Linked DNA regions of Mus musculus: all the other regions are linked to region 1. A link is a contact called in public Hi-C, HiCAR-type, HiChIP or PLAC-seq and promoter capture Hi-C data. All regions are on one chromosome and are shown on one strand. The core of a region is the stretch at or near the end of the contact, and the rest is flanking DNA. Distances in the headings are between cores, read along the strand shown.

Evidence for each region. Hi-C and Micro-C count contacts between places; a contact is called where the count stands out from the background. HiCAR-type assays count read pairs that join an accessible place to other places. HiChIP or PLAC-seq counts read pairs in DNA pulled down with a chosen protein or histone mark. Capture Hi-C pulls out chosen DNA fragments and counts their contacts.
Region 2: a Hi-C map of B cells shows a contact between it and region 1, with 6 read pairs. The contact joins the enhancer-like site here to the promoter of Mms22l in region 1. A contact is called at or near these places in 1 of 39 promoter capture datasets (pre-B cells), 1 of 484 Hi-C or Micro-C datasets (B cells) and 2 of 9 other capture datasets (adipose tissue and liver).
Region 3: a contact with region 1 is called in a promoter capture Hi-C map of adipose tissue, with 4 times the contacts expected there. The contact joins the promoter of Usp45 here to the promoter of Mms22l in region 1. A contact is called at or near these places in 4 of 39 promoter capture datasets (hippocampal neurons, liver and pre-B cells), 1 of 115 datasets of contacts at active chromatin or transcription factors (astrocytes) and 2 of 9 other capture datasets (adipose tissue and liver).
Region 4: an H3K27ac HiChIP or PLAC-seq map of embryonic stem cells shows a contact between it and region 1, with 7 times the contacts expected there. The contact joins the enhancer-like site here to the promoter of Mms22l in region 1. A contact is called at or near these places in 2 of 39 promoter capture datasets (hippocampal neurons and liver), 4 of 115 datasets of contacts at active chromatin or transcription factors (embryonic forebrain, embryonic limb bud, embryonic stem cells and 1 more) and 2 of 9 other capture datasets (adipose tissue and liver).
Region 5: a promoter capture Hi-C map of liver shows a contact between it and region 1, with 3 times the contacts expected there. The contact joins the promoter of Ccnc here to the promoter of Mms22l in region 1. A contact is called at or near these places in 4 of 39 promoter capture datasets (the 3T3-L1 cell line, embryonic stem cells, liver and 1 more), 1 of 484 Hi-C or Micro-C datasets (rod photoreceptor), 2 of 115 datasets of contacts at active chromatin or transcription factors (astrocytes and large pre-B cells) and 2 of 9 other capture datasets (adipose tissue and liver).
Region 6: a contact with region 1 is called in a HiCAR-type map of astrocytes, with 6 times the contacts expected there. The contact joins the promoter of Faxc here to the promoter of Mms22l in region 1. A contact is called at or near these places in 3 of 39 promoter capture datasets (the 3T3-L1 cell line, hippocampal neurons and liver), 3 of 115 datasets of contacts at active chromatin or transcription factors (astrocytes, embryonic hindbrain and large pre-B cells) and 1 of 9 other capture datasets (adipose tissue).
Region 7: a contact with region 1 is called in an H3K27ac HiChIP or PLAC-seq map of embryonic stem cells, with 7 times the contacts expected there. The contact joins the promoter of Coq3 here to the promoter of Mms22l in region 1. A contact is called at or near these places in 5 of 39 promoter capture datasets (cranial neural crest, hippocampal neurons, liver and 2 more), 1 of 484 Hi-C or Micro-C datasets (granulocyte-monocyte progenitors), 5 of 115 datasets of contacts at active chromatin or transcription factors (embryonic stem cells, large pre-B cells and pro-B cells) and 1 of 9 other capture datasets (adipose tissue).

What each region holds. Positions count from the first base shown.
Region 1 is chr4:24,495,145-24,499,270 of GRCm38.p6, forward strand. It overlaps Mms22l (MMS22-like, DNA repair protein), which reads left to right and starts at 1,307. Exons shown (of 24, transcript NM_199467.3): 1 at 1,307-1,921; 2 at 2,694-2,819. The coding sequence starts at 1,764.
Region 2 is chr4:21,753,064-21,757,329 of GRCm38.p6, forward strand. It overlaps a transcript of Ccnc not described here. Among named protein-coding and RNA genes, the nearest start is that of Tstd3, 12 kb to the right of the region's middle. Within about 2 kb of position 2,293, at least 99 of the 459 cell types and tissues checked have an H3K27ac peak or open chromatin away from gene starts, as enhancers often do. A contact at or near this core is called in B cells and pre-B cells, where this site is marked.
Region 3 is chr4:21,774,731-21,778,892 of GRCm38.p6, forward strand. Usp45 (ubiquitin specific petidase 45) reads left to right here and starts at 1,540. Exons shown (of 18, transcript NM_152825.2): 1 at 1,540-1,587.
Region 4 is chr4:22,142,531-22,146,407 of GRCm38.p6, forward strand. No RefSeq gene overlaps it. Among named protein-coding and RNA genes, the nearest start is that of Gm42260, 120 kb to the left of the region's middle. Within about 2 kb of position 2,156, at least 9 of the 459 cell types and tissues checked have an H3K27ac peak or open chromatin away from gene starts, as enhancers often do. A contact at or near this core is called in embryonic stem cells, where this site is marked.
Region 5 is chr4:21,725,668-21,729,638 of GRCm38.p6, forward strand. Ccnc (cyclin C) reads left to right here and starts at 2,034. Exons shown (of 12, transcript NM_016746.4): 1 at 2,034-2,248. The coding sequence starts at 2,217.
Region 6 is chr4:21,930,036-21,933,969 of GRCm38.p6, forward strand. Faxc (failed axon connections homolog) reads left to right here and starts at 1,291. Exons shown (of 6, transcript NM_175234.4): 1 at 1,291-1,794. The coding sequence starts at 1,529.
Region 7 is chr4:21,876,899-21,881,087 of GRCm38.p6, forward strand. It overlaps Coq3 (coenzyme Q3 methyltransferase), which reads left to right and starts at 2,748. Exons shown (of 7, transcript NM_172687.2): 1 at 2,748-2,898. The coding sequence starts at 2,790.

The sequences.
Region 1 (4,126 bases), core at 57-2,556:
ACAGGAGTGAAACATGGGATGTGGTTTACTCCTTTCAGTGTTTCCCCCACTTGTCTGTGGTGGGACAGTTGTGTTTGTCTGTGAAGGCAACCACTGTTGTGTGACGATAAGTTAGGTGACTGCATCCTACAGGCACAGGTCTCACTCCTCTCTAGTAATCCGTGTTGATCCTTACTTTTCTGCTCAAGAATGATAATTGTCTCTATTAGCTGTGGGTGCCTAGTCATCCCATTTTGGGATCCAGTAACCATGGACACACCTTTGTAAGTGACCATTTCATTAAGTATCACCTTAATTGGCCTCTGTCATTTCTTTAGTTCTTCCCACTCCATGATTCACATAAGTTGAGCTCACATAATCAACATCAGGTATTTAAACAAACACAACAGACAAGAGTGTACTGGAATGTTGATGGGAGGAAGAAAAATGGCCGTATGGTATGTTGTCCTAATTGCAGTGCCAACACTAGGTATTCTCATATTCAGAAAACATACTCTTGACATCACTGTGGAAGAGACCTTCATGATACAATACTCATCACCAGCTATCATCAGCAGTCAACAAAAAAAAGCATCAGGTCTCAGAGTACCTCAACTGGGCTGCACAAATACATGTACTATAGTAGCCCTACACTGCAGTGGGAATTTTTTTTTTCTTCCGCTTCATCCCACATGTCATTTGAAAATACGTTGATTTTAACATCTAAGAGTTAGGGTAGGTTCCCTATGAAGTGGATGCCCGCAAGTAAAGCAATATATTTAAATGCAGCAGGCATTTGAATCCCCATGCCCCCCACCCCCATCTCAAGACAGTAATATTCGAGTCAACTTTAAAGAACACTTTAATAAGGAAAATGGATCGGAAAATATTTTTACAAAATTGTAACTCTTGTCCAGAGTTACAATGTATTGCAAAGGGAGCAAAAGTTGTTATGTCTGAGGAAAAAAAGCCATCTAACTTAGTCAATGTGTCCCTTGTGTTCTGGGTCACTGCTGCAGAGCAGAAGGCATCCAACACAGGAAAGCCGGGGTGGGCCCCAGGGCAGGAAGAGGGTGGCCGGGCTGCGGGAGGCCGAGGCAGGCGCGGGGCTCTCCAGAGCCCGGCCTGAAGCTGATCCCCGCCGTTCGCAGACCCTACTTCCAGGCTTCAGCGGAGAGCTGGCCACCTCGCAAACTCTCAACGGTACGGAGAACCGTGAAGAGCGAATCCCTGGACTTGTCCGGGCCGACGGGCTCTCGCGAGATCTCGGTCCGCGCCAGTGAGGACTCGCGAGAGGGCGGCGCCGGAGGCGGGGCACGCCGTGGCGGGAATTTCGCCTGCTTCCGGTTTCCTCTGCCCGGCGCTGCGTTCCGCGTTCTAGGTTTGCGGGGGCCTGCGGTTTTCCCGCGCGCTCGCCCGCCCCGAACGCCGCGCTGGGACTGAGGGAGACGGAGGGAGGCGGCGGGGCTGCGTGCTCCATCCGGGCCGTGCGGGGAAACCAGCCTGAGGAGGTGCGCGAGGGCCTCAAAACCCACGGCAGCCCGGAGGGAGCGAGGGCGGCGTTGGAAGGCTTGGCGGCTCCGGCGCCTGCGGGACGCCCGGAGGATTCTGGACCTGTTGCCTTCAGCTTCTCTGCTTTCACGTTGGTTTCCCCGGGTGCTGAGGGCACATTTTGGATCTCCGAGGTAGCTCCTTACCGTACTTTCAGCCTCTTGCAGCTTGTCTTCGGAGCCCGAACGTAACTGCCCGGAACCGCGGTGGCATTGCAGAGCAGGATGTAAATAATGGATGGCTGTTCAGCAGCGTCGACCTTCTTGACTGACAGCTTAGAGCTGGAGCTGGGGACAGAGTGGTGCAAACCCCCCTGCTTTTCTTGCGCTTTTGACAACAGAGAAGGAAAATTCTCTGGAGAGTCCTACCTTGCCAGTGGCGCCCTTAAGCGGTAGGTTAAAAAACAAACAAACAACAAAAAACCGAATTGAAGGTCCCCACCCCCAGCAATGTTGATTATCACCAATGTCTAACGTAGGTGCTCAGCAAGCCTCGTTTTACATACGCTTAGTATATAGAAGAACTTTCTGGATAATTGATAATCTCTTAGGAGTGGGTAGCTGGATATTTAATTTACTTAGACTGGTTTCAGAGCAGCCTAGTCTCTTGGAACTTGTATTTCCTTTTAAGGGGTAATAGTTATCTATAAGTTTTCAGTAGTTTATAAGTAGAACCTGATAGTTTTTGTTGCACGGGTTCTTTCCATCCAAAGCATCGGCATACAGAATTCATAGACACATTAGTCGAATGAATATTACAATAAAATTGCTGTTCTTGAATTATTTAGGTAATGCCCTTTGAGGAAACTTCATTAAAGAAAACCATTTTTTGTTGATTGTATGATTATACCTTGTTAATAATTTGTTAATAACCTTAAACCACATTAGGTATCTATATGATGTCATTCTTCCTAATTCGGAATATTTGGTGTTCTGAAAACCCATTTTCTTGTTCAAAGATAAATTACTGTGACCTCAGACCACTTTGTATATTGCTTGGACTCCATTTAGATTTTCCTTTTGGACACAACATAAGGTGTCAAGTAACCCCTCCCCCCCCCCCCCAACACACACACACATACACATATACATATGTGTTTGTGCGCGTCATCATGGCATGTATAGTCTGGATTCAAATGATTTAAGTCATTGTTTTCATTACAGGTTAATTTTAAATCTTGATCCATTACCAACTAATTTTGAAGAGGATACAGTAGAACTATTTGGCTTCCAATGGGTTACAGAAACAGCGCTAGTCTATTCCTGTAGAGAGCTCTTTCATTTATTCAGGTATGTATGTGTCTATTTTTAACTCTAATGCTGTCTAGTTTTATATTGCTGCTTTTCCACTACTGATTACAAAAGCAGGGAAATTGCTCTTTTTTATTGCTTTGCTGGTGGTCTTACCAGGAAACACTCAAGCAGTTATGACTGATAAATAATGGTTTTAAGGAGTTGTTTATATTGTGTATATTGATAAGCGAAATCCTTATCAATATATATGTGTGTGATTTAATCTCTAGATTAAATTAGTCTCTGATTAAATTAATCACATGTGATTCTAGAGATCTAATCTAGGTTATTGTATATGTTAGGCAAGCATCATACTACTGAGCACTGAATACCTGCACTGTGTATAATGTACATATTCTCTATATAACATATTGTATATGCATTGTTTTTGTTTCTAAGACAGGGCCTCAACTCTAGCCAATGTGTAGCCTAGGTCAATGACCTAAAACTTACACAGCAATCCTTTCTTAGTCTGTGATGCTGGGATTACAAGCATGAACCATCATAGATAAAGATTTGAACTACGTGCCATGAACCCTCATAAAGAGATGTCGGTGTATCTTTGATGTAGTAGATGCTGTCAATTTTTTTTCTTTGTAGGTCAACACAATCATGCATGAATGTTTTGAGTATCTGTATGTATTGTATACTACATGCATGTGTGGTGCCCTAGAGGTCAGAAGAGGGCATGGAATTAGAATTATGGATGGTTGTGGGCTACTACCATACATGCTGGGAACCAAATGCATGTCCTCTACGAGAGCAAAAAGTGCTCTTAGCTGCTGAGCCATCTCTCCAGCCTTGTGTTATTTATTGAGAGAACAAGCTGAGCAAGTTTTCTGTAATTGTAAACATTGTAGTGAGATGGGTCTTTAAGAGAGTTTCAAGGCAGATAGGAATGATGAAATGGGATTGCCATCAGGGATTAAAGCGAGGCATCCTAATAGCTTTACATACATACATATATATATATATCATTTATGTATCTGTTTTGCTTTGCTTTTTTGTCACTGTGATTAAAGACCATGACAAAATGCAGCTTGTGGAGAAAAGGCTTTATTTGGCTTACTGGTTTCACTTCATCATCAGGAGAAGCCAAGGTGGAGCCTAGATGTAGAAACTGAAGCATAGACCAGGAAGGAATGCTGCCTTCTGACTTGCTCCCCATTGCTTGCTCGGCCTGATATACTATCTAGGACCACCTACCCAGGGATGGCACCATCCCCAGTAAGCTGGGCTTCCCATAGCATACAATCATGAATCAAGAGAAGGTCCTTAGATTTTACTATAGGCAAGTTGATGGA
Region 2 (4,266 bases), core at 1,043-3,542, 2.7 Mb before region 1:
AATATTTGTTACTCTTTTTTTTTTTAAGATTTATTTATTTATTATATGTAAGTACACTGTAGCTGTCTTCAGATATTCCAGAAGAGGGCATCAGATCTTGCTACAGATGGTTGTGAGCCACCATGTGGTTGCTGGGATTTGAACTCTGGACCTTCGGAAGAGCAGTCGGGTGCTCTTACCCACTGAGCCATCTCACCAGCCCTATTTGTTACTCTTACAGAAGACCCAGGGTTCAGTTGCTAACACCTGCATGGCAGCTGACAACCATCTATAATAAAAGTTCCAGGAGATTCAGCTCCTTTCTCTGGCATCTATGGTATTGCATACATGTGTGAACTACCAAGTGCAGGAGAAACAGTCTCATAAAAATATACAAACTATTTTAAAACTACAAAACTGCCAATAGATTAGGTGCTAAACCTGTATCCATTAAGTGTTATGACACATACATACTAAAAAGCAAAATACATTCTCACAGAACTGAAGACCTCGTGGAAATCATAAGGTAGGCGGAGAAGACAAGAATGAAGGGAAGCTGAGACGGTTGATCAATTCAGAGTTTCGTCCACTGTTGTCACATTTCCCTTCTACCCATGATCCCTTGTAATCTCTTCATTATCAAAGTGATCTCCCATGATGGGGATAAAACAGCTACCCTAAAGATAAGTCCTATGTCATTTTGAGAGCTCTGACACTATGTTAGGAATGTATTTAATATCAGGATAAAAGTGGTAGCCCTTGGGGGAGGTGGCTGGGGTAAAAGGAGCTTGAGTTCAAGGGCACCTGAGACCATGTATGGAGAAACAGGTAGGGGCTCCACAGTAGAAAACAAGAGCGTCAGACTCTCAAAGGTCTTAACCTTGTTGTAAGTGTGGCCAAGAGCAAGCCATGTAACGGGGGTTTCGGGACGCTGGCGGTGGGCAGCAGGGTATTGCTGACTCATCTTGTGAAACAGATAAGATTACAGGGTAAGGATCTTCCCAAGGGAAGTAAAACCCTTGATGTCTGGACCAGAACTTGCTCCCCGGGATAGAACTGTTACTGTCCCGTGTCTCATGTCTGAAAGGAAGGAATGAAGAGAGGAAGAAAGGAAGGAAGGAAGGAAGGAAGGAAGGAAGGAAGGAAGGAAGGAAGGAAGGAAGGAGAGAGAGAGAGAGGGAGGGAGGGAGAGAGAGAAAGAAAGAAAGAAAGAAAGAAAGAAAGAAAGAAAGAAAGAAAGAAAGAAAGAAAGAAAGAAAGAAAGAAAGAAAGAAAGAAAGGAAGGGCGGGGAGCATGACTGCTTCTAAGTATGGTGGAGGGGAAAGTTTATTATAGATATGTAGGAGGCCATAGTCGGAGGCAGACATATTTGGGAAAGTCCAGACTCTATGGGAAGTAGGTGGATGGGACACACACCTAGTACAGTGGCCAGAAGGCCAAAAGTACATAAGAGGAGTGGGTAACCAAACTGGATTATATAAGGAAGAGTCTCTAAGGGAATGGCAGCCTGGGCCCTGGGCTGGAGATTTCAGGGTAGACTGTGGAGTATGCCCGCCTTATCCTGTAACAGGTAGGGATTGAGGGCTGCTGGGAGAACTTGTAGGCCGAGTCTACTTTGATATGTTAAACAGGCACCTTGGAGACAGGTCCTGAGTTTGAAACTTAACACAGATGACTGTCAAAATAGTAGGCTCTGCAGCCGGGGCGGTGGTGGTGCATGCCTTTGATCCTAGCACTTGGGAGGCAGAGGCAGAGGCAGGTGGATTTCTGAGTTCGAGGCCAGCCTGGTCTACAGAGTGAGTTCCAGGACAGCCAGGGCTACACAGAGAAACCCTGTCTCGAAAAACTGAAGAGAAAAAAAAAAAAAAAAAAAAGTTTAACATCTGTTGGATGTTTGCTAACTTTTGTTATATTTGGTTACCAGGAATCAAACCAGGGTCTTGTATATCCTAGCAAATTTTTGCTATCACTAAACTACGTAGCTACCCCTTTTTACTTTTTGAGACAGGTTCTCATTAATTTGCCTAGGTTGCCTTTGAACTCACAATCCTTCTGCCCCAGCCTCTAGAGTAGCTGAGGTCACAGGCATGCTCCAATGAGCCTGCCTGGCCTAGTTACTCCGTTTTAAATTCTAGAATCTCTATTTGAAACTTCCTGTCTTTTGATATAGTTCCCCTTAATTAAGTCATCAACTTACTGAATGTATTTTAGTTACTTTACTTTTTTTAGTCACAGTTACTAGGGTGATTTCAGTAGGAGTGGCCTCCATAGACTTCTGTGTTTGAATGCTTGACCCATAGGGTGTGGCACTCTTAGGCGGTGTGGCCCTGTTGAGGTAGGTGTGGCCTTGTTGGAGGAAGTGTGTCATTGGGAGTATAGTGTTTGAGGTCTCAGAAGCTAATGCCCAGGCCCCATGGCCCAAAGTCTTTCCCTGCTGGGAATCAAGATGTAGAACTCTCATAGCAACATCTAGGCAGACATGGGGCCGGAGGAGCTGAGAGAGTTCCACCTCTTGTTCCCAAGGCAACTAGGAGATGATTGGCTTCCAGGCAGCTAGGACAAGAGTCTTAAAGCCCACGACCACAAAGACACACTTCCTCCAACAAGGCCACACCTACTCCAACAAAACTGCATGTCCTAATAGTGCCACTCCCTGGGCCAAGCATATTCAAACTACCATCCTGTCTGTCTTCAGATCAAGATGTAGAACTCTCTTAGCTCCTTTCCAGCAGCATGTCTGCCTGTGAGCCATGATGTTTCCTGCCATGACAATAATGAACTAAACCTCTGAACTGTAAGCCAGCCCCAGTTAAATATTTTCCTTTATAAGAATAGTTGTGGTCATGGTGTTATTTCACAGAAATAGAAAATCAAACTAGGACAACAGTTACTTTAATCCTTGTGTCTGAAAGTCCAATATATAAACCCCCTCTGGCTCTCTTCTATTTTCCTCTGAGGTAAGGCCTCATATAGCTCAAGCTGGCCTTTTATTCTCTGTGTAACGGAGGACCTTGACTCCTCCTGCCTTCACCTCCCAAATGTCAGAGTTATAAGAATATAACACCATACCAGGCTCCTTTTTTCCTGCTACTTTTCCTTTTTTTTTTTTTTTGATTTATTTATTATATGTAAGTACACTGTAGCTGTCTTCAGACACTCCAGAAAAGGGCATCAGATCTCATTACAGATGGTTGTGAGCCATCATGTGGTTGCTGGGATTCAAACTCAGGACCTTCAGAAGAGCTGTCGGCGCTCCTAACCGCTGAGCCATCTCTCTAGCCTCTTCCTGCTACTTTTCAATTATAAGATACTATTTCCTGCTGGTGGCCCACACCTTGAATCCCAGCATTTGGGAAGCAGAGGCAGGCAGTCTCTGAATTTGAAGCCAGCCTGGTGTATGTATGCGTTCCAGGCCAGCTACAGCTACACAGTAAGACAGTGTCTCCAAACAAAAACAAACCAAAAGAGATCCTGACTCCTGTTGTGCCTAGCAAGTTTTGATACAAGTCTGGACATTACATATGAAAACTTGAGATAGCCTTTGGCTCTCATTCACCTGTAGGATAACCGCAAACTGTATTCTATAGGCAATATCTGGTTTGTCACCTGCTTTTTGGCCTGGCCTTAAGAATTTTGCTGAATTTCTAAATAGTTGAAAGAACATTTGGTGACACATGAATGAATTATGATTCATACTTTAGTGTGCATATGAAACCTTATGGGAGGGTAATCATATTTACATATTCATCTATCAGAGGTTCAGGAAGACACCTGCATTTGGATCTTAGTTGACATTTAGTTCTTGAGGGGACTGGTCAATTTATGGCTTAACTGCACCATTAGTTGTAACTAAAAGCCAGGTACTAGCCAGGCTGTTAGTTGATGGGCCCAGTACTACAATTTTGGTACATCCTCTACAGTTTACTTTCTCCTTAAGTTCATAGATCTTCCAAAGCCTTGCTGCTTCAGTACTGTCTTGAAGTACGCTAACCTGTGCCTATGTGTGTGTGTATGTGTGTGTGTGTGTGTGTGTGTGTGTGTGTGTGTGTGTGTTGCAGCTTTCCTAGTATGAACAATCAAGAAATCAGACTGCTGTTGTGGAGACAGATGTTCAAATGTTTGTATTTCCACATTTTTCAATGGCTTCCACTTATTTTGCAGAAGGAAGTACCTGGAGAGCTTTGCTGGGTGGGTCCTACCTGATCTAAATAACTACACAAATGAGAGTCAAAACAAATGGTCAGAAGCAGCAGGCAGGAAAACAAGTTTACCTTGTTACTATGATG
Region 3 (4,162 bases), core at 290-2,789, 2.7 Mb before region 1:
CACAGTCATCTATAAGAAGGAACACAGGGGCCCCAGTGGAGAAGCTAGAGAAAGCACCAAAGGAGCTGAAGGGGTCTGCAACCCTATAGGTGGAACAACAATATCAACTAAACAGTACCCCCAGAGCTCATGTCTCTAGCTGCATATGTAGCAGAAGATGACCTAGTCGGCCATCACTGGGAATAGAGGCCCCTTGGTATTGCAAACTTTATATGCCCCAGTACAATGGTATGCCAGGGCCAAGAAGTGGGAGTGGGTGGGTAGAGGAGCAGGGCGGGGTGGGGGGTATAGGGAACTTTCCGGATAGCATTTGAAATTTGAAATATATATAAAGAAAAGATCTAATAAAAAAAAAAAGAAAGAAAAACCAGAAAAAAACAAAAAACAAAAACCTGACACAATTTAGGATGCAAATTTTTGCATCTTTTACATAGTCTATTTCAAATTCAATACTAACATATGAAACTTGATATTTATACAGACAAATTTGAAATTTGTATATAGACTTTGGAATTATATCATAACCCAAACTGTTCTTACAGATGCAGCATTTCTTTTTTTCCCTGGAAGAAAATGACCTTCTAAAAGACAATTATGTACCCCATACCTAGTATCTTGACCAGCATGCTTGTATTCCACTGCATTTGTCTAATGAATGGTTCCTATAAACAACATAAAGGAAGAGTTCTCTCCTTTGCCAAGTTTCCCCATGGAAATGAATTAGATTTTTAAGTTAAAAAAAAAAAAAAAAGTGGAAACAACAAACCACAACAACAAACCCAGTCAGCTTTTGGTTCTTAACTGAACTCTTTTAAACTCCAACCCCAGCACACGATCCATTAGGTCACAACTTGTCCCTTGTGAAAGACTGTGGCTCATCAACTAGTGCTTGCAAGAAATTATTTTTTGTTTTTTAAATTTTTTTATTTTTTGTAACAGGAAGAGGGTATCGGATCCCATTACAGATGGTTCTGAGACACCATGTGGTTGCTGGGAATTGAACTGAGGATCTCAGGATGAGTAGTCAGTGTTCTTAACCACTGAGTCATCTCTCCAGCCCCACAACAAAATTTCAAACCAACTGTTTTTACTCAAAAGCAAGGTGTACATTGTTGTAACAGATGATCGGATTGAGCAGAATTACAGGTGTGATGTACAATCTAGTTCAGAAGTGAGAACCACGTGAAATAAAACGTTAAAATCATATAGAGTGAATCTCAGATGCGACTTTAGGTTCCGAGTTGGGTGATGGAACAAGGGAAGCTGTCTTAAAAGGCACCCAGCAAGTGGGACGCAGCTCACTAAAGCCAGCGCCTGCATCCAGGCCCCGTGGCTGGCACTGTAATCAGTTGGCTGCAGGGCGCCATCCCCTCATCCCATCTACACTCCTCCACCATGCTCCAACCTCCAAGCCGCCAAAGGAAAACCCAGATCTGGGTCTGGACTCAAAGTCCCGCCTTCGGCCCACCCAGAACACCAGACCCCGCCCTCGCCCCCGCCCAGGACGCCAAGCCCCGCCTTCTCCGGGTTCCCCTCTGCACAGGCGCAGAAGCTCCTGCGTGTGGAAGCTGCGGCCCGGCGGGCGGGGTGAGTTGGGGCCCAGGCTTTGGGGTCACTGTAACCACTGTGTCTTCGCTTGGGCGACGAGACCTTCCTGTACGTCAACCAGCCTAGAAAGAGAGGTTTCCTAGCCTACCCTCGCGTCCAGATTCACAAAGGCACCAGGCGGCCTCCCGGGCCGAGTGCTGGCGGCAGGGGGGAAGAGCCGGGGTCGGGGAGGGAGCCAGGCCGAGTCTCGTCTTTTTGGTGACCCGGGCATGCAGCGTCCGCTTGTCCCCTCGGGGTCTCCCCTCGCAGCACATCCCGCTCTGCTAACTTGGGGTGCATTCATGGCCTGACGAAGAGCCTAGACACAGCTTTTTGGCGACGCCAAATATTAGGTTAGGGGTCGATCCTATACCTGAGCCCACGTCCGGCTCCCGGACTTCTGCAAGTCACTTTACCTCTATCCAGTTCCAAGTGTAAATTAAGGATGATGATAGTGACGTATCTCAAAGTGCTTGTAAGAGGTTCATAGAATTGAGTGTTTTGAGCCCGGGTATCTAAAAGGAAGATGTTTGCATTTCCTCTTCTCACGCTGGAGAATAGCAGCCCAAAACTTAAAAAAAAATCAAAACAAAAACCAATTTGACAAGGGAAGCTTGTAGCCAGTTGAAAAGTGTGATATTAATTGCGTTAGCCGTACATCCTTTGTTAGAGGTAACGCAAGTGCTAGATAATATTTAAATTAAAAGCTGAAGTTGACGTCTCAGCAGGTCGCCAAACCTGATGGTTCAATCTCCTGGACCCACGAGGTGAAAGAGAGAAGCTACTCTGACCTCACTAATGCAAATCGAAACACTAAACACGTGCACAGCCATACATATAAAATACATCAATAGATTTATGTTTTAAAAGAAAGCTGTAACGTTTGATGTTTGCAAAACCTCAAAAAAAAAAAAAAAAAAGAAAGAAAGAAAAAGCCAGAACATGTTTGTGGTGAAGTCAGGCCTGAAACTTCTGTCCTTTGATGGCTCTGCCTGCAACATTGGCCCTTGTTTGGCATCTTAAAACTTGGAGTTTGGGCATGTTCTGATGTAGTAGTAATTGTTCTATACTCAGCATTATGTTTCATGCCAAAATGACCAGTTACCATACAGTTTCTGTGCTCCAAGTCTCTAATGGGTTCCCCTGAACCCAGATTCATGTTGCTGCTTAGTCCTTGTCTTACCCACCTGAAGAGAGAGACTTTATGGAAGTTATGGGCAAAGTACCCTTTTCCAGTCTAGTCGGGTTGAGTGTTCATAGAATGTACCATGAAATATACAACCATGTGCTGAATCCTGTGAGTCAGTCCTCTTGACTCCTCAGTGCCAGGAGAGACTTGGAGGTTTCCAGACACAATTTTGATAATGGAAAGCCTTTGAAAGTCCAGTAGTTGGATTTTAATGTTGTTTGCTTGCTTGTTCTGCCTTAAGTGGCATTTGTAGGAGAAGGTTACATGGTATTGCCACATTATGGCTTGTGGATGTTCAGATAACGTTACATCTGCTAGAAAAATGATTGGAAATTGCCCCTCCATTACCGGGAGACGTTTGAGACAACGGTTTCGAAAAAGGTAGCAGGTTGTTTACAAAGTCAAAATCAAAAATCTGCCTCTGAGTATTCTTCCAGAGGTCATCATTATCTGTACATAAATCTTCATCAAGGGTTTATCTGTTATAGGGGAAAATATATCATTTCTCGTGAGCTGTTTCTGTCTGAGAATGCCTTACTCTGGCCAGGGCTCAAATTAAAGTTAGTGGATGCAGGTTTGTAAATTTAGAGGTGGAAAGCCGGGATTGGTGGGGCGGTAGGGGAGGTGCAGGTGAGACTGAAAAGGGTTTGGAGTGTCTGAGTATTGTGCACAGAAGTTGTCCAGGGAGAGGTGTGGGGGATGAGGGTAAGCCCGGTCTTACAAGACTTTCTGAATACATGAGAAAATGGTGACTTGGGTTCATCTAGAATTGGCTTCTGCTAAATGGCTGATAGAGTGTTTACTTACTAAAGCTAAATGTGACCACGTGATTTTCTTTAGTCAGCTAATATGAGCTTCCAGGCAAAGCTTTACAAAATAGCTCTGTATTAATCTTTCTCCGTTCTGCTCTAGGAATTGAAGCATTGTTGAGGTGTGCTAGCAAGGACACTTGCACACACACCCCATATACACACTTAAAAAAATAATATGTGAAAACAGTATTAAAAAAAGAAAAGAATGAAGAGCTGTAACAGATGAAGTTAAAAACAATGACTGAATCTCCATCCCCCTCTCAAAAATAATCCTTTTAGAAAACACAAATCAGATAAGGAAATTAGAATATGTTAGGATTATAAGGTATAAGGGCGTACTTTTCTTAGATGTGGTAGTGATGTTATGCAGGAGAATTATTCTTTTTTAAAAGCACTATGCTTACATATTTAGGGATAAAATTTCATTATTTCTTCAACTGCTTTTCAGGTGCTATCAAAATAGTCATATGTATCGGGCTGAAGAGATGGCACAGTGCCTAAGAACATACGCTGCTCTTAGGAAGAGTGAGTTTCGTTCTCAGCACCCGCATTGGGCAGTGCATATGCCTGTAAC
Region 4 (3,877 bases), core at 906-3,405, 2.4 Mb before region 1:
AATGTGATCAATTTGCTGGCATTCAGCAAATGTCTTCAATCAAATTAGACATTGTGCACTCTTAGATATATATTAAGGGTGTAATGAAAATCTGTAGGTTAATATTGTGCCAAGACTTGGACTTTTAATAGAAAGTGGTCTAGGAAAAAAAAAAATCTTATTCTTAAAACCTTAGGCAGAAGTTACTCAATTGACTGTATCTCTGGATTAAATCTTCCTTTTCTTTTCCCAACTGAGAAAAATAATCTACATTTCCTAAACTCTGCCAATCTGTCTTATGCTTTGAAGCTTTGTGCACACATGCAATGCACACTTTTGTTTCATGGTGCAAATAGCTTATTTGGTTTTTGATGACCATAGCTCAGCCTCATTCCCTCTGGAACTCTCTCGATTCCCCTTTATCCCCTTCCCCAGGAGTCCCTCTGGCATGATATCTTCATGCTGCACTGAATTGTGTCTCCTCTGGTAATCTTCATAGTGGCTGAGTCCCTTATCTCTCTGTTCCTAGCACTTAGCACAGTGTTCAAAATTTTCATTAGAAGACGTGGTGCTAGTTATATGGGCTTAGTGTTCACTGTGAAGAGAAACACTAGAGGGCTTGATTGCACTTGCTGTTCTACTGACAGACACAGCCCCTGTGAAGACAGAGAGAAGACAACCAGGAAGAGAGACAGACCCCATCAGTAGGTTGGTTTACCTCCACCATGACTCTAGACTTCCCTAGTGGGAGAAAACAAAATATCTGATGTCTAAGCCAAAAAAAGAGTGAGAGGAGGGGAAAGAGGGTACAGAGAGAACAAAGAGGGGGAAAACAAACAAAGAAAGAGAAGAATAGGAAAGAACTAGAAGATAGAAACACTTTTTGGTGGCCCAATGGCAGGGTCATCTGGGGTTTGATTGTGAGACTTTCCAATCAGGAAATGATTCTAATATAGTAGAATTTCCATTCACATCCCTGATCTAGTTTGCCTACTCTTAGTTATATGGAAAGAGTTTTATTAAGGGGAAAAGATGGATCAATGTGTAAAGTCACAGAACTCATTCTGGTAGGTTTTTTTTTTTTTTACTTTTATATATGAGGGCTATATTTTAATGATTTCCTTATCTATTTCTGTATGCACATGGGCAAGTTGCTTGTGTACTTATGCTTCATGCTCATGCAGTGCCTTTGAAGGTCAGAAGGAGTCACTGGATCCTCTGGAACTAGTTCCAGATGGCTTTGAGCCACTGTGTGGGTACAGGTCCTTTGCAAGAACAGCTAGTGCTCTTAACCACTGAGCCTTCACCCTAGTCTCATATATTCTTATATATAGAAAGTAGGTGTTAACTATAATTTAAAACAGTGAGATAACTTAAAATATTATCAAATATTATCACTTATTCCAATGTTAAAACCTGTAAACATGTAAGCGTCAAGCATGTTGTGTAGCATTACCATTTTAAATATTCATTTATTTCTCTGTATATATACTTGCTCTGTCTGTCTCTGTCTCTCTGTCACTGTCTCTGTCTCTCTCTGTGCGTGTGTGTGTGTGTGTGTGTGTGCGTGTGTGTGTGTGTGTGTGTGCGTGTGTGTGTGTGTGATGGGACCCCACTTGTCATGGTGCATATGGAGGACAGAGGACAGTCTCAGCTATCATTGCTTTCCATCTTGTTTGCAATTGAGTCCTCCTTATTGGATGCTGGGAAATACTGGCTAGCTAGCTCCAGGCATCTTTCGATTCTTTACCTCCTATCTCGGGAGGAGTACTGAGATTACATATTGTCACATCTGGCTTTTATATGGGTTCCAGGGAGAAGAACAAATGCAGGTTGTCAAGCTTTCTTAGCAAGCACTTTTACCTGCCGAGTCAGTTTTAAAATTCTAAACAAAATATCAGTAACTAGGAAACAAAAGAGTCCTCCATCCATCCTTGTAAGAGCTTAATAATGATGTTAATGTATTAATATGGAAACAATGAATATGGGGAATTGACAGCTTTGTTTTCCTGCTGACTTTTGTTCTGGAACAGGATTCTGTGTTTGCTTGTGTTTTCATTGATCTCAGTGAGCATGGATAGAGTTATATTTATTGGCAAGTCTTCTGCATCCTATAGTGCTATGCACACTCCAGTGAAGTCTGCTTGGCAGGCCGAGGGGCCTGGAAGCACTCACGGGGCAGGGAGTTTCAAGGAAATTCAACTTCCTGGAACCAGGCATTCTCATAACCAGTATATTCATACCCTATCCCTGCGTTAGTCTGGTGTATGGATCCACGTGCTCTCTTTTAGTATTATTATTATAAGTGCCTTTAAAGATTGAATTCTGACATAGGTAAGCCTCCACCAGTGTTCCAATGTCCTAGAAAATGCTTGAAGCTGACAAGCTTGGAATTCAGTAGGAATTCAGTAAGAAGGTTATCTATTCAGTAACATTCAAATTTACTTCTAGTAGAGCCTGTGAAACTAATTAGGCATTACAAAGAACAGAGCAGGAATAGCTTGGGGCTGGTCTGTAGAGTGTTTACTTGGGACAATAGCCAGTCTTACCCAGACAAGTGAATTCACAATGGCCTAGCAAATAGGTGGGTTTACCATGAAAGAGTTAGGGAATCCCCCTGAGACAGGTTTCTTCACTAGGCCCAAAGAAACAGCATAACCAGGCATTTACTAAGAACCCCTGGTGGCGGGCTTAACAATAGACTAGCATTACACCTGGCTCCCTTCTTAGTGGCAGCAGCCTGGTCCCCACCTTCTTTTGATGTATACATTCCTTTTGTATTGTGTCACTGTAACTCGGTGGATGTATCTCACCTGGTTTCTTGTTGCTCTCCTGTATAAAAAGTATGATGCTCAACTTGAAAAATTACATTCAGATTCTACACAATCTCTCGTGTGATTCTGTCTGTCATTCATTCGCCCACTCCTAGTCCACCTGCAACCAGAGACCCGTTCTACACAGACAGGGACCAAAAAGGGTCTGCAGCACGATAGAAAGACATAAATGGAAAAAAAATTCCAGAAAAGATTTCCAAAAACTTCCCCAAAAGGAGAAAATTCCTTGTCCTGGAGATTTAGGAAAGATGATTTGCTACATGTCTGCCCAACATGGAAGCATCCAGGCCAGGCATCTGCAGATAGCCAAGTGTCAAAACGAATGAGGCACAATGGTAATCCTCATGAACTCTTTCTTCCTCATATTGCTCTGGTCATGGTGTTTCAGAACAACACTCATATATGCATATAAGGTCAAGTATTAAGAATGCAATTAAGCTGGGCATGGTGGCGCATGCCTTTAATCCCAGCACTTGGGAGGCAGAGGCAGGTGGAGTTCTGAGTTGGAGGTCAGCCTGGTCTACAAAGTGAGTTCCAGGACAGCCAGGGCTACACAGAGAAATTCTGTCTTGAAAAAACAAAAACAAAAACAAACAAACAAACAAAAAACCCAAACAAACCAAAAAACAACAACAAAAAAATGCAATTAGAAATTATGCTGATTTAGGGTTGTGCCAGTTGTAGAGTTCCATTTGTGACTGGTAGTTGGCTAGGCTTATTATAATACCCATGAATTCCCTCCTATTTAACAGACCTTACGTCTAATTAGCTGTTGTTTGGCCCCATGATATAAGTACCCCTGCTGTACCCCTACTGTCTTTTAGCTATGATATTTATGTTCAAGCCATTTTATTTTTATTATATTAATAAAATACCTTCTACAAAACTGGTTTCCAGTGATGTCATCTATACCTGTTTTTTTGTGGTCATCATTCCTTCATTTCTGTTTTGTTTTTGAGACAGGGTTTCTCTGTATAGCCCTGGCTATCCTGGAACTCACTCTGTAGACCAGGCTGGCTGGCCTGGAACTCAGAAATTTGCCTGCCTCTGCCTTCGAAGTGCTG
Region 5 (3,971 bases), core at 784-3,283, 2.8 Mb before region 1:
AGAAAGAAAAAAGTGTCATAGAAGCACATAAAACATCGCAAGCAGTTTGTTACAGAATCTTTATGCAAGGCTGATAAAACAAAAGGAAAAGAGCAGAGAGAATTAAAGCAAATCTAAATCTCTATGATGCACAACTTGGGTGATGGTTGTGTCTTTAAAACACATTTTGAAAAATATGATCTGAGGGGCTGGAGAGATGGCTCAGCGGTTAAGAGCACTGACTGCTCTTCCAGAGATCCTGAGTTCAATTCCCAGCAACCACATGGTTGTTCACAACCATCTGTAATGGAACCTGATGCCCTCTTCTGGTGTGTCTGAAGACAGCTACAGTGTACTCATATAAATAAAATAAATAAATCTTTAAAAAAAAGAAAAAGAAAAATATGATCTGCCGGGCGTGGTGGCACACGCCTTTAATCCCAGCACTCGGGAGGCAAAGGCAGGCGGATTTCTGAGTTCCAGGCCAGCCTGGTCTACAAAGTGAGTTCCAGGACAACCAGGGCTATGCAGAGAAACCCTGTCTTGAAAAAACAAAACAAACAAACAAACAAACTGATCTGCAGTGAAACAAACAGTAATGTTCACAAATGTATTACATGCCTCTCAACATTTTTTAGGTACCTTGGCTATTAAGTTGGAGTCATTTGGGTATATTCTGGTCAGTGGGTCATGAAAATTGATTGGGTTGTTTCTATTTCAAGACTCTTAATACTAGTTATTAAAGAGCTCGCTTGAGTCATGTTCTGCCCAGAAAGATGTTGATCTTGGAAGCAAGGAACATTGAAATGAATAGTTGGGAGATAGAAACCCTCTAGTTCTCTGAAGATCTAGAGGGCAGCCAGGAAGAACTAGCCAGCTTTAGGAAATACCATGAGAATGAGACGAATTTTCAAGCTAAGTTGGGGGTATAACAATGTTATAACAATGAAGCCTAGTCTAGCTCATCCAAATTCAAGAATAAATGTATTTCACAGGTTAATTGTGTACGTGCCTAAGTGGGTGGAATTTAAAAACATCTTTTCTATAGTTGGCATACTAGTTTCACTTATAGAAATTGTTTTCACTCCATTCCACATCTCAATTAGACTCCACTCACAAAGGAAAAACATTGGTGCTATCTTCCTCGGAATTCTTGACTAATTTTCAGGTGTGCCCAATCATTTAGAGACATTTTTTAATTTAAATTAAAACTTAAAAGATTTAGATAGATCCTCACCTGTCCTAGGCTGGCCCAAAACAACGTATCTGAGGGTATTGAATACCCTTAGCTTGCAGGTGTATATAGTGCTGAGTATCACCCAGAGCTTCTGGGGCACCAGCAAGCATTTTACATCCTTGATTATCTACATCCCTTTTCCTCTTTTCCCCTAGATGGCGTCTCAGCATGAAGCAAGGACTGGCCTGAAACTCCTCATGTTCTTGACTCTGCCGCCGAAGTACAGTACGAAACGCGAACGCAAAGTTGCAATGATAACAGCAACATTTAAATATTATTTAATTGCATTTCTGCGGCATACCCATTTGGAACGTAAGTGTTAGCTAGATGTACATTTATATGCTCATGTTTTTAGGTAAACAAGTAGCCGGCTCTGACATAAAAAGATTGCTACTCTAAGTTAAGTCTACACTTAACTCGTTAGGCTTAATACCGACAGGAACTTTACTAAGAGCACTTACATCTTAAGGCCAAAATTACTTTCATTTATTTCTCCTTTCAGCCCTAGGGAAAAAGCAGTCATATACTGCCATGCTTTCTTCAACGCCAGTGTGCTATTTCTGAAGGCCTACACCGTGGATTAACAAGATCCCTAAATGGACCCAAAAGAAAACCGCACTAGACCAGAAACCCAGTGTGTGGACGCTCTGGAGGAGAATTGGCAGGAAACCTCGGGGAGAGCCTCTCGCCACCGGGAGCCTCCGCCCGTGTTTCCTTAGCTCCCGCCTCAACAAGCCCATTGGCGGTCGGGCGGTTGCTAGCTTCCTCCGCAACTAGGGCGGGCCGGAACTTTTGTCTGCCGGAACCGGTGTACGCCGCTCAGTGTTGTCGACCGGCGTCAAGGCGACGAGGGTGCTGTTCTCTTCCTCCGGCTGCGGTGGCTGTGGAGTTCAGCCCAGCCAGTCTGGTAGGAGCACAGTCGTCCGGACTGTGTCTATGGTCGCTCCGCGGGCCGCTTTGCTGGCTGGTGCATTTGTATCAGGGCAAGCAGTATTATTCCATGGCAGGGAACTTCTGGCAGAGCTCCCACTAGTAAGTGAGCTTCCATTTTCTCGCCTGGGGCCGGGGCTGGGGCACAGGAGGGCTGGGCCTGCCCATCCCTCGGGGTTTCCATCCTGGCCGCTGCGGGTGAGCCCTCCCTGGGAAGCCGGGGGTCCGAAACGTGATGCTGTCGTTTGCGAGCCTCCCCTCTTCTCACAGAGAGATTTCGGGAGCAGAGGGGAGGTGAGCTCGAAGGATGGGTAAGAGGTAAGGGGTTTGATCTCCGGGAAGGGAGTCGGAGGCGGTTTCATTTCAAATTTGGGGTTTGATTGGTGGGATGATGTGGGCACCGGCAAGGGAAAGAGTGACCCATTGTAGCTCTGTGAGGTTCCCTGCTTTGGATGGACATGGTTGGCTATTGCTAGCTAGCTTGTTTGTTTGTTTGTTTTTTCATAGCAGTGATATTATAATCTCTTGTCATTCGCCTTACTGTAGATTTAATATTTACTCAGAGGAGAGGAGTGAGTCGTGCTTGTTTCTACCTGCTGCTTCCTGGCCCAGCCTTATGCCTAGATTGACACCACTACCCCCATCCCCGAAGCAGTGTTTCTCACGTTGAGGGATGGCTGCCCTAAAACTCACAGGCTGGCATCGAACTTAATGAAATCTGCCTGCCTCTGCTTCTGCTTCTAAGTGTTGGAATTAAAGGCATGAGCCACCAATTGCAGGCTCCTAAATTGACTTTAATGCTTCTAGAATTTGCGAGCACAGGGGCTCTCAAAATATATCCATTTTCATTCATTAGCCAGTGTCTTATATTTTGCCTTAAAGTCGTGTATTTCCCAGATTTTGTCCTCTTCCTTTAACCACTTAAATCACTAAATTTTAATGTCTTTCAGTGACCATGGAAGGGCTAAAGTAATCTTAAAGATATTTGTCTCTAAATACATTTGGTTAAACATGCAGGAAGTTGTATGCTTGGGCTAAGCGTTGAGCAGGCTTTCCACTAAATACATAAAAAATGAACAGGACTAGATAGAGACATTTAGTTTAATTAAATTTTAGTGGGAAGAGAATAACAAAATTTTAATTCTGTGAATTGGTTTGCTTGTTTCCCTCTTTGCCTGAGAATAAAGAAGAAGAAGGGGGAAAAAAAAAGAAAGAAAGAAAACTGAATTTGGAAACCTGTTTCTGAAAGCAGGTCCTCCCTTGCTACCAAGTGTTTCTGGGAAGATGAAAGGCCAATGAAGCATCACTGGGGGACATTATTTTACATTGTTCTCACTCACTGAGATGTTTCCATTAAAAAAATGAAATACAAAAGGGGATGACCCAAAAAGGTGGGATAAAGCTTGGGCCTGTACTTAATCCTGGTGCTCAGATAATGCCTTGATTGCCTGTCTCAGTGACATAATACTAAGACAGGCAGTAGTAAGTCTTTGGATATAGCAAGAGTCTATCTTCCAGGATGGTTCTTAGTCTAGAGGGTCTGAAAACCTGTGTGCTGGTGTTTGGTACACATGACACTATGAAGGAAATTGAGAAAGAGGTAGAGAAGCTTTGAAACCATCAAGAGATTCTTTACCCTCAAGTTTTCCTGTTTTTTGTTTTTTTCTTCAAACGATCTTGCTGAGGCTGCCAGTGGGCTGCTGAAAAACTAGAGAACTCTGATGAATAACTTACCTGAGAGTTTGAAATGGCGTCTACAGCATCCTTGTTAATCGACCAGACAGTACGGGAGTCACACTGATTGACACAGATTTATATCCAGCAA
Region 6 (3,934 bases), core at 41-2,540, 2.6 Mb before region 1:
AAAGAAGCGGTTCTTTAAAGAGTCAGTCTTCCAGTCCCCCAACAACTGGTGCAGGGCCTGTTGCCTGCCTGTGGATCCCGCACCCCTAAATGGACCACCTCATCTTGTCTCAGTGGGAGAGGATGCCCCTAGTCCCACCTAGTGCTGCAGTGCCTTGCAGGATGTGTGTATTGTGTTAGTGTGTGGGGGATGACACCCTGTAGCTCCTTGGTATCTGGCCCAGGCTGGCCTTCTGTTGGCCTCCTCTGTCACTGCATTGGGCTGATTGCTGTCTCCTTCTCATGGAAGTTCATGTCAGACTACACATCCTGAGAGGTCTTTAACTCCCTTTGGGATGACCCTAAAATTCGTGACAACTTGGGTAGGGCCTCCTTCTCTAGCTATGGTGGTAAACAATCTTTTGTTTTATTTCTAGCATGACTGTACAACCTGTTTATTCTAAGGGGGTGAAATCCAGGAAATGGGAGCCCCTTTCATCAGCACCCCAGTCTCTACTGTATTGGGGGACAGATGTATTCTTATAGTCATACTTGAATTTTAAATTGTGACAAATCATATGTCTTCAATATTTTTATTTCCTCTAAACTGAAACTGCCCATGCTCTGGCTAGAACACATGGTCTACATTTAAGGATTTAAAGGATCTAGAACATTCCATGTTGGTAGAGAGCGTGCCTGCCATGTATAAGGCCCTAAATCCAATCTCTAATCGATCTCTTCAGGGTTACCCAGAGTGGGAAAACCATTTAATACACAGTTGCTTATTTTACAAATTTTCAGCACCCAAAGGGACCATCCTGTATCAGCGATATCCTTGGTAACGATTTCCAAGGTGGGAAGATTTCTCACCTAGAGTACTTTCTGCTGTTATTTGTCAAGGCGGACCTCAATCACTTCATCAGCACCTTGCCTGGGACCTAGGTGACTGTGCTTACCTGAGCTCTTTAAAGCAATGAGAGCAGACAGACGCTCCCGACCTTAATCTGCCCTGGCCCAAGGTTTCCGGTCTGTGGCTCAGGGCAGGTGAGTTCCCTGCGCTCCGCAAGGCGCCTGCGGGCGGGAGCGGGTGGAACCGAGGGCGGCGGCTCTGGGCTCGGCTCAGCCGCAGCCATCGCAGCCTCCCGCGCCGCCCGCCTCCCCGAGCCCGGGCGTCCAGCCCCGCAGCTGCGGCCGAGCAGAGGCAGCGCACCGCGGGGATGCGGGGCGGGGGCAGGGCGCGGGGTAGGTGACATTATCCCGCCTCTGTTGCCGGGCCCAGGGGAGCAATGACATCACGTGGCCCTTTCCACGCGCTGACACAAAGAGCGCCTGCGAGAGGCCTCGGCCAGGGAGGCCGGCGGCCGCCGCTGCCTCGCCGGGCCCGGGGGCCCAGCCATCCCAGATCTCCGCTCGCCGTCCGCGTCCTTCCGCCGTCGCCTCCGCCCGCGCCCCCTGCGCACCGCTGAACCCGCCCGCTCGCCCGGGCGCCGGCCTCTTCCCATGCGGGCGGCGCGGGCCCTGGGAGGGGCGCCCGGAGCCAGCCGCGCAGCATGCACTGGGGGGTTGGCTTTGCCTCGTCCAGGCCGTGCGTGGTGGACCTGAGCTGGAACCAGAGCATCTCCTTCTTCGGCTGGTGGGCCGGGTCCGAGGAGCCCTTCTCCTTTTATGGGGACATCATCGCTTTCCCTTTGCAGGATTACGGTGGGATCATGGCAGGGCTGGGCTCGGATCCCTGGTGGAAGAAAACCCTTTATTTGACCGGGGGAGCTTTGCTGGCCGCGGCTGCGTATCTGCTCCACGAACTCCTGGTCATTAGGTGAGCCGGAGAGAGGGCCCCCGAAGCGGGCACTGACCAGGGCAGCTAGCCCGGGTAGGGCTGGCTCAAAGGGGGTTCCGGAACCAGCCCCTAGGTCCCGCCGCCCAAAGGTCCAAGCGTCCTCTCTCATCCTCTAACCCCCTAAGGCGTTTCACGGTCACCTGGCCACTTGTAAGGAGCCATTTAGAGTTGATGGGAGGGTTAAATTGGGAAGGGAAAGAAAGCGTTTTCCTTCCATCATTTCGATGCTAAAAGCAAAGTGCTGTGAGTCACCAGTGTTATGGATATAAACAATCTGCTAAAGCCCATAGGAAGAGTCTAACTGCAATCAGTGCATTCGTAACAATAGAATAAAGCTCTGTAGAAATACTAAGGTACACTTTTATAAACGCCTAATTGGTTTATGGGTAATGATGCTGGAACATTAACTATTAACCTCATCTTTACCTAAAAGGTTAGTTCTCTCTTACTCTTCTTTATAAATGTCAACATTATTAGGAGGCTGCAGTTGCAGAAGCTTGGTGTAACCCTGTTCAGTTTTGATGCAGCCTTAACCTGCTTACCTGCTTATCTGGTGTGGAACTGTAAGCACCTTCAAGCTTAAATACAATCATTCTGCGAGCGGTAGGAGATCTGAGGGCAGCGCTAGCACATGGAGCACTTGGCATAACAGGGAGTCTCCCTGGGCTGTAAACAGTTTCATGGCTGCCTGCCGCAGAATGTGTACAGGGCTGACTTGAAAATTACAATAAATGGATGCCCCTGCTGTTGGGACTGCTAGTCCCATAGATAGATCTTTAGTGGTAGATGCCACTGGGTACTGAGACAGCCTTTGGCTAATGGGCATGTCAATTTTGGGTTAAAATTTCCATGCATTTGGGACCCCAGTCTCTGGAGATTATTGGAGGCAGAGCAATTTTCCGTAGCTCAGAATTTCTCTTCTGACCAGTATTTTCGAAGGAGCTGGGATGTGTTCCTACCATATTTTCCAGGGGTAGGGTGAAGGAGGAGCATGGTTCTAGAGGCTGTAAAGTGGCTGGTGACCTCTAATGGACTTCAGGAAGTGCAGGAGGACACCATGATCGCCCTACTGAACTCACTATTTGTTGGCTCTGAAAGGATAAGAAAGCATTTGGGTCTGAGAAAAATGTGTTGGCTTTCATATCATTTAGCCACAGTGGAAGACTGAGAAGTTGATTTTAACTTCAGTATATCTCATTGAGCACAGCGTCTTGAATTTAGTTGAGCCAAACACAAAAGTTTTAAAGTGAGATAGCATGAAGATTACGCCCCATTGGTGCCAGTCTGAGAACTCTGTTTCACGTCAGGTTTCAGTCCATATGAAGAACCCCACACCTGTGCAGCATTTTACACAGTAGCCTGTTGTTTCTCAGTTGTATTTCACTCCATAGCCTGTGAAGACTGCCCCTGTACCATTCAGCATCTCAGCCTTTCTCCAGTTTGTGGAGAGTGGAAGCTTCACATGGCTGAATCCAAAATGTGGCTTTGATGACCTTGCAGAAATAACAGGGCCTTGGGAGCTCACTTGGAATAGACCACGCCCTTGAAGCTCTGGACCCTATACACTCTTCAGCCCTCTGCCCAGGCTAGCTCCTTCTCCATTGTGGTGATCACAAGCCCCAGCTCTGAATCTTTACTTGGATCAAGGGGTTTTAAGACCTATGGTTTGTTTACTTTTGTTTCTTGACAAATGAATTGATAAACCCCTATTATAATACAAACTGAAAGAAGGCAGCTGAAATTTTGGGAAGTTAGTAGTACTCCCTGTGTGTCTGTGATTGCATGTGTCTGTAACAGCTACCACTAAGGAGTAGGAGAAGGTTAGCTTACCTTGATGAAGATTACACAGTGACAGGAGAAAGACGGAGGTTCCAGTGTGGAGCCCGGCTGCTTGGGAGAGCCTGCTTATTTTGAGGTGTTTTGTTGGGGGGAGAAAGGAAGAGAACTGAGAAAGGGGGCATTTCTTGGCAAGGGAGGCCTGTGGTCAGGATGCAACTTTCTGCCAGCTTTCAGAGAGCTATGGCGCAGACAGGAGCAGTGAAGATGGGCGTCAGAAGATGGGTACGGGTACAAGAGAGGAAAACTTTCACTTGCTGAGAAATCTAAACTTCTGTACAGT
Region 7 (4,189 bases), core at 1,498-3,997, 2.6 Mb before region 1:
TGGAGAGAGGGCTCAGTGGTTAAGAACATTTATTACAGTTCTTGCAGAGAACCTAAGTTTCCCCACACCTACACTAGGTGGCTCACAACTTCCTGTGGCTCCAGCCCCCAGGGTAAGACACCCCTCTCTAGCCTAGCCTCTGTGGGTGCTTACTTACCTACACATGGTACACACACACACACACACACACACACACACACACACACGAACATGAATTAGAAGTGCTGTAGAACAATCTGCAAGTCAAATATTTTTACTTAAATAATAATCTTAGTATCCAGTAATACCATTGCATTTAAATAATATTGTCCTGTAACTCTTCCACGTTTGCTCCGTGCATGCCTGCACATATATAGTAAGTATGAAAAAAGCTGAAGGAATCCACGTTCTCTAGTGTAGGAGTCATTGTGATTTTGTGAATATGGGTGGACTCCACCCTATTTGGAGAATTACAAGATTGCTTTAAGGCCCCAAAATATCAATATTGTGCAGTTCCAGTAATGTATGTGTTTTCTGCCTTTGTAAACTGTCTTGTCGATTTTGTACTGCACAATAGGTAAATGCCCAAATATAGTCCATTTTAAAGAAATATGAAGAATAATGGCAGAAGAGCTTTACAACTTTTAAAAAACTTGTAATGTGTATGTATTTTATGTGTATTGGTGTTTTGCCTTCATTTGTCTCCACTCTGAGTTCCTGAGTTCCAGTTGTGAGTCACCATATGGGTGCTGGGAATTCAACCTGGTCCTGTGGATGCTGGGAATTCAACTTTGTGAATGAGCAGCCAGGGCTTTCAGCCACTAAACCATCACCAAGGGGCTCTGGGATTTATTTCTTTAATGGGGTGTGTGTGATTTTTCTAGACCCTGGGCTTTAAAACTTTTTAGTTGGAAATTTTTAGGAGTTGCATAAGGCTAAAAATTCCTATAGTAAGTTAAAAAAATTAACATTGAAGTTTCTAAACTGAACTAGTGATAGTGAGTGTATATCTGTGTTAGGGTGCCCACAAGGACCTGAAGAGGGTGTTAGGTGCCCTAGATAGGGAGTTACATATGGTTGTGAGTCACAGTGTGAAAACTGAAACTTGGGTCCTCACTGAGCCATTTCTCCAACTCCCCTGTAAGTTCAGTTTTAAATAGAATGTGGCAATATAGAATTTCTCAGAGTGGATACCGTGTGATAGACTTTTTGAGTAAGTCCAAGAACTCATTCAGCTGGATGGATGTAGTAGATTGTTCAAAGGGATAAAGCTTGTGTAGACATAAAGTGACTTACCCTTCATTTTTTATTAAAGAACTAGAACACATTGCAAATGTTAAATGGGTGTTGAGTTTTCTAAAATATGTATGAGCTAGTTTACAGCTTGTTCATAAGTAAGACTGGAGTTACTCTGGAACTTTCCTACAGTAATGGCTACATACTGCATTACAGTCACCACAATTTTATTTCTGACACAGCTCAACTGAACTTACAGAAAAGCGTTTTGTTGCTGCGTGGGGGGATTTAGAGGGTTCTTTGCTTCCTACCAGTATTTAAGCATATCACTTCCTGCCTTTGCTGAAGCGAGACTGGGATGGCTATGGAGCTGTGTGGTGTACACTTAATGTTAAGTACAGTCCATGCACAGAAGTCCTTAAGAGTGTTAACCATGATTTTCCGTGGGTCTGTCAATCCAGCAAAAACATGACACTTCAACTTGTGTATAAAACTTTCCACCTTCATTTGGAGAAATGGCCATATACCTCCAAACACAGGGACCTCTGACAGTGATAGAGCAGCTGGTTTTCATACAGCTTATGAGGTTAGTATTTTAGCTCAGAGGATGAGAGCTTAGTAAGTTTCCCCGATTTAAAGGACAGCACTGCCTGCTGAAATGTAGAATGACGCCCTAAATTTTAGGAGTTTACCCTTCTTTTTATGAGGGCATTATTTTTTATTTTGTTGTTTGTTTTTTAACCGTTCCTGGTTTGCTTTTAGTTGCTGGGATAAAACACTGACTAAAAGCAACTCTAGGAAGGGTTTCTTTCTCTTTGGCTTAGAGATCCTAATCAATCATTGAGGGAAGTCTGGGCGAGATCCATAAATGCAAGCTTCAGATACAACCCAGTTCCACTTTCCAAAGGGCTGAACATCAATCAAGAAAACGCCGCCCCACAAACACGCAGTTCAGTCTAATGAAGGCAATTCAGGAGAGGGTCCCTGTTTCCTGGTGAATCAAATTAATGTCAAGTTGACAAAAAAAAAAAAAAAAAAAAAAACTAGTATGAACTTCATATTAGATTCATACTAGAATCTTTCATACTGCTCCGTTTCTACTTCCAATAAACGTCTAAACTGAGTGTAAGGAGTTTTCTGCTACATACGGTGTATCCTGAACAGAATAAAGGGTCAGTTTCAAAGAATGTACTTTAGATGTGGACTTCTGTTCTCTGTGATTACTTGAGCGCATTGAAAGAGAATGGGTTTCTCGGAAAAAGCATTTCCGTACTTGATTTTAAGCATTAGAGTCGGTTTTCCAAGACTGAGGAGATAGCTCGTAAATACGAAAACAGCACGGCGTGACTCGTAGGACGAGAAGGTAGGTAGGTCTTCGTGGCCTTTTATTAGGAACATCTCTTTATTTCATTGCAGACATAATTTGATAGAGGAGCTCGAGTTAACGGTGACCACAAATTCACATTAACTAATGCAAATGCAAAAGCCGGCATCCGCGAGTGTAGGAGGCGGAACCCTTCCGCTGGGGATTTGTTGTGAGGAGGGACCGGAAAAGGAGTAGGATTCTAGTCGCGATGTGGAGAGGTGGAAGGCTGGGCTCTCGTGGGGTTCGTCTCCTGGAAACGCTAGGGTTTGGGTGCCCCAGCGCGGTCGCCCAGCCTCCTCGCCTAACTTCACGGTCGGGTGAGTGTCGCCGGCGCGGAGGTTCTTCCGCACGCCTCGGGTGCCGGGGCGGCTCTGCGCAAGCGCGGCAGAGAGCGGTGGGCTGTCCGGCTCCGTGGGGTCTGGTTAAAAGCAGCGCCGCGCTGCCCCGTCCTCATCCCTGGTGACCTCCGGGACCTGGTGTTGCTCTCTCCAGCGGCTACAACCCTCCAGGTCTGAGAAGCCAGGGGAAAAAGGCTGAGGACTAAGGATCTGGGCCTCGGAGAGCGTGTCTCTTGTGCCGCCGCCGCCGGGTAGCCCACGACCTTTGCCCTATTTTATTTGCGTTCTATGAGCTTGTGGCCCGGGAGCCGCCATTCAACTTGCTGGATCCTGGAGGTGGTTCTTGCTTTCCAAACCAAACCAAGAAAGACACACGGGGAACGTCCTAGCGCTGCCTCACTACTTTATTGCTCACCATCTTACCGTCCCCGCCAAAGAATTTAAGGCATTTATGCTCTTGTTTGGCAAATAAAGTAAAGAGCTAACTGCATTTGGTGCTATAGATTTTTAAACGCAAGTAGTACGCAGATAATTAGGTTCAACCTTTACAAGAAAATGACCAGGCCGGGCGTGGTGGCACACGCCTTTAATCCCAGCACTCAGGAGGCAGAGGCAGGCGGATTTCTGAGTTCGAGGCCAGCCTGGTCTACAGAGTGAGTTCCAAGACAGCCAGGGCTACACAGAGAAACCTTGTCTCGAAAAACAAAAACAAAAACAAAAAAAAAAACAAAAAAAAAAAAGAAAAAAAAAGAAAAGAAAATGACCACTATATGGTAGAGATTGGTATGGTTGGGAATTTTAATATGACAGTAACAGCAATAATACCTATTTAAATACTACTGAAAAAAATAATTATAATTTTTAAGAGAGCAAGATATAAATAAATATTAATGAACTTGGAGATCTAGATGGAATTACGATTCCAACTTTAATTTTCTGGAGAGATGATTTTATACTCTTCTATTGTCTTTTATAAGATTTTATTGTCTTTATATACATTTATACTCTTTTATTGTTTAAACTTTGTCTTCCAGAACAATCCGAGTCATTGTTCCAGAGATCCAGAACATCTCTGGTCCATTTTTTAGAAACCTTTTAATGTGTGTCTCATACATCAGAAGACCCACCTGCCTCGGCCTCCCAAGCTGTTGTGATTGGCATGTTCTTCCCTTACGTATAGTCACCTCCTCCGTGCCTTTGCCAGCTCTGCTGACATGATGCCATTGCTCTAATTTGTACTTGTCTCACCACATCTTCATGTCACTGCCAG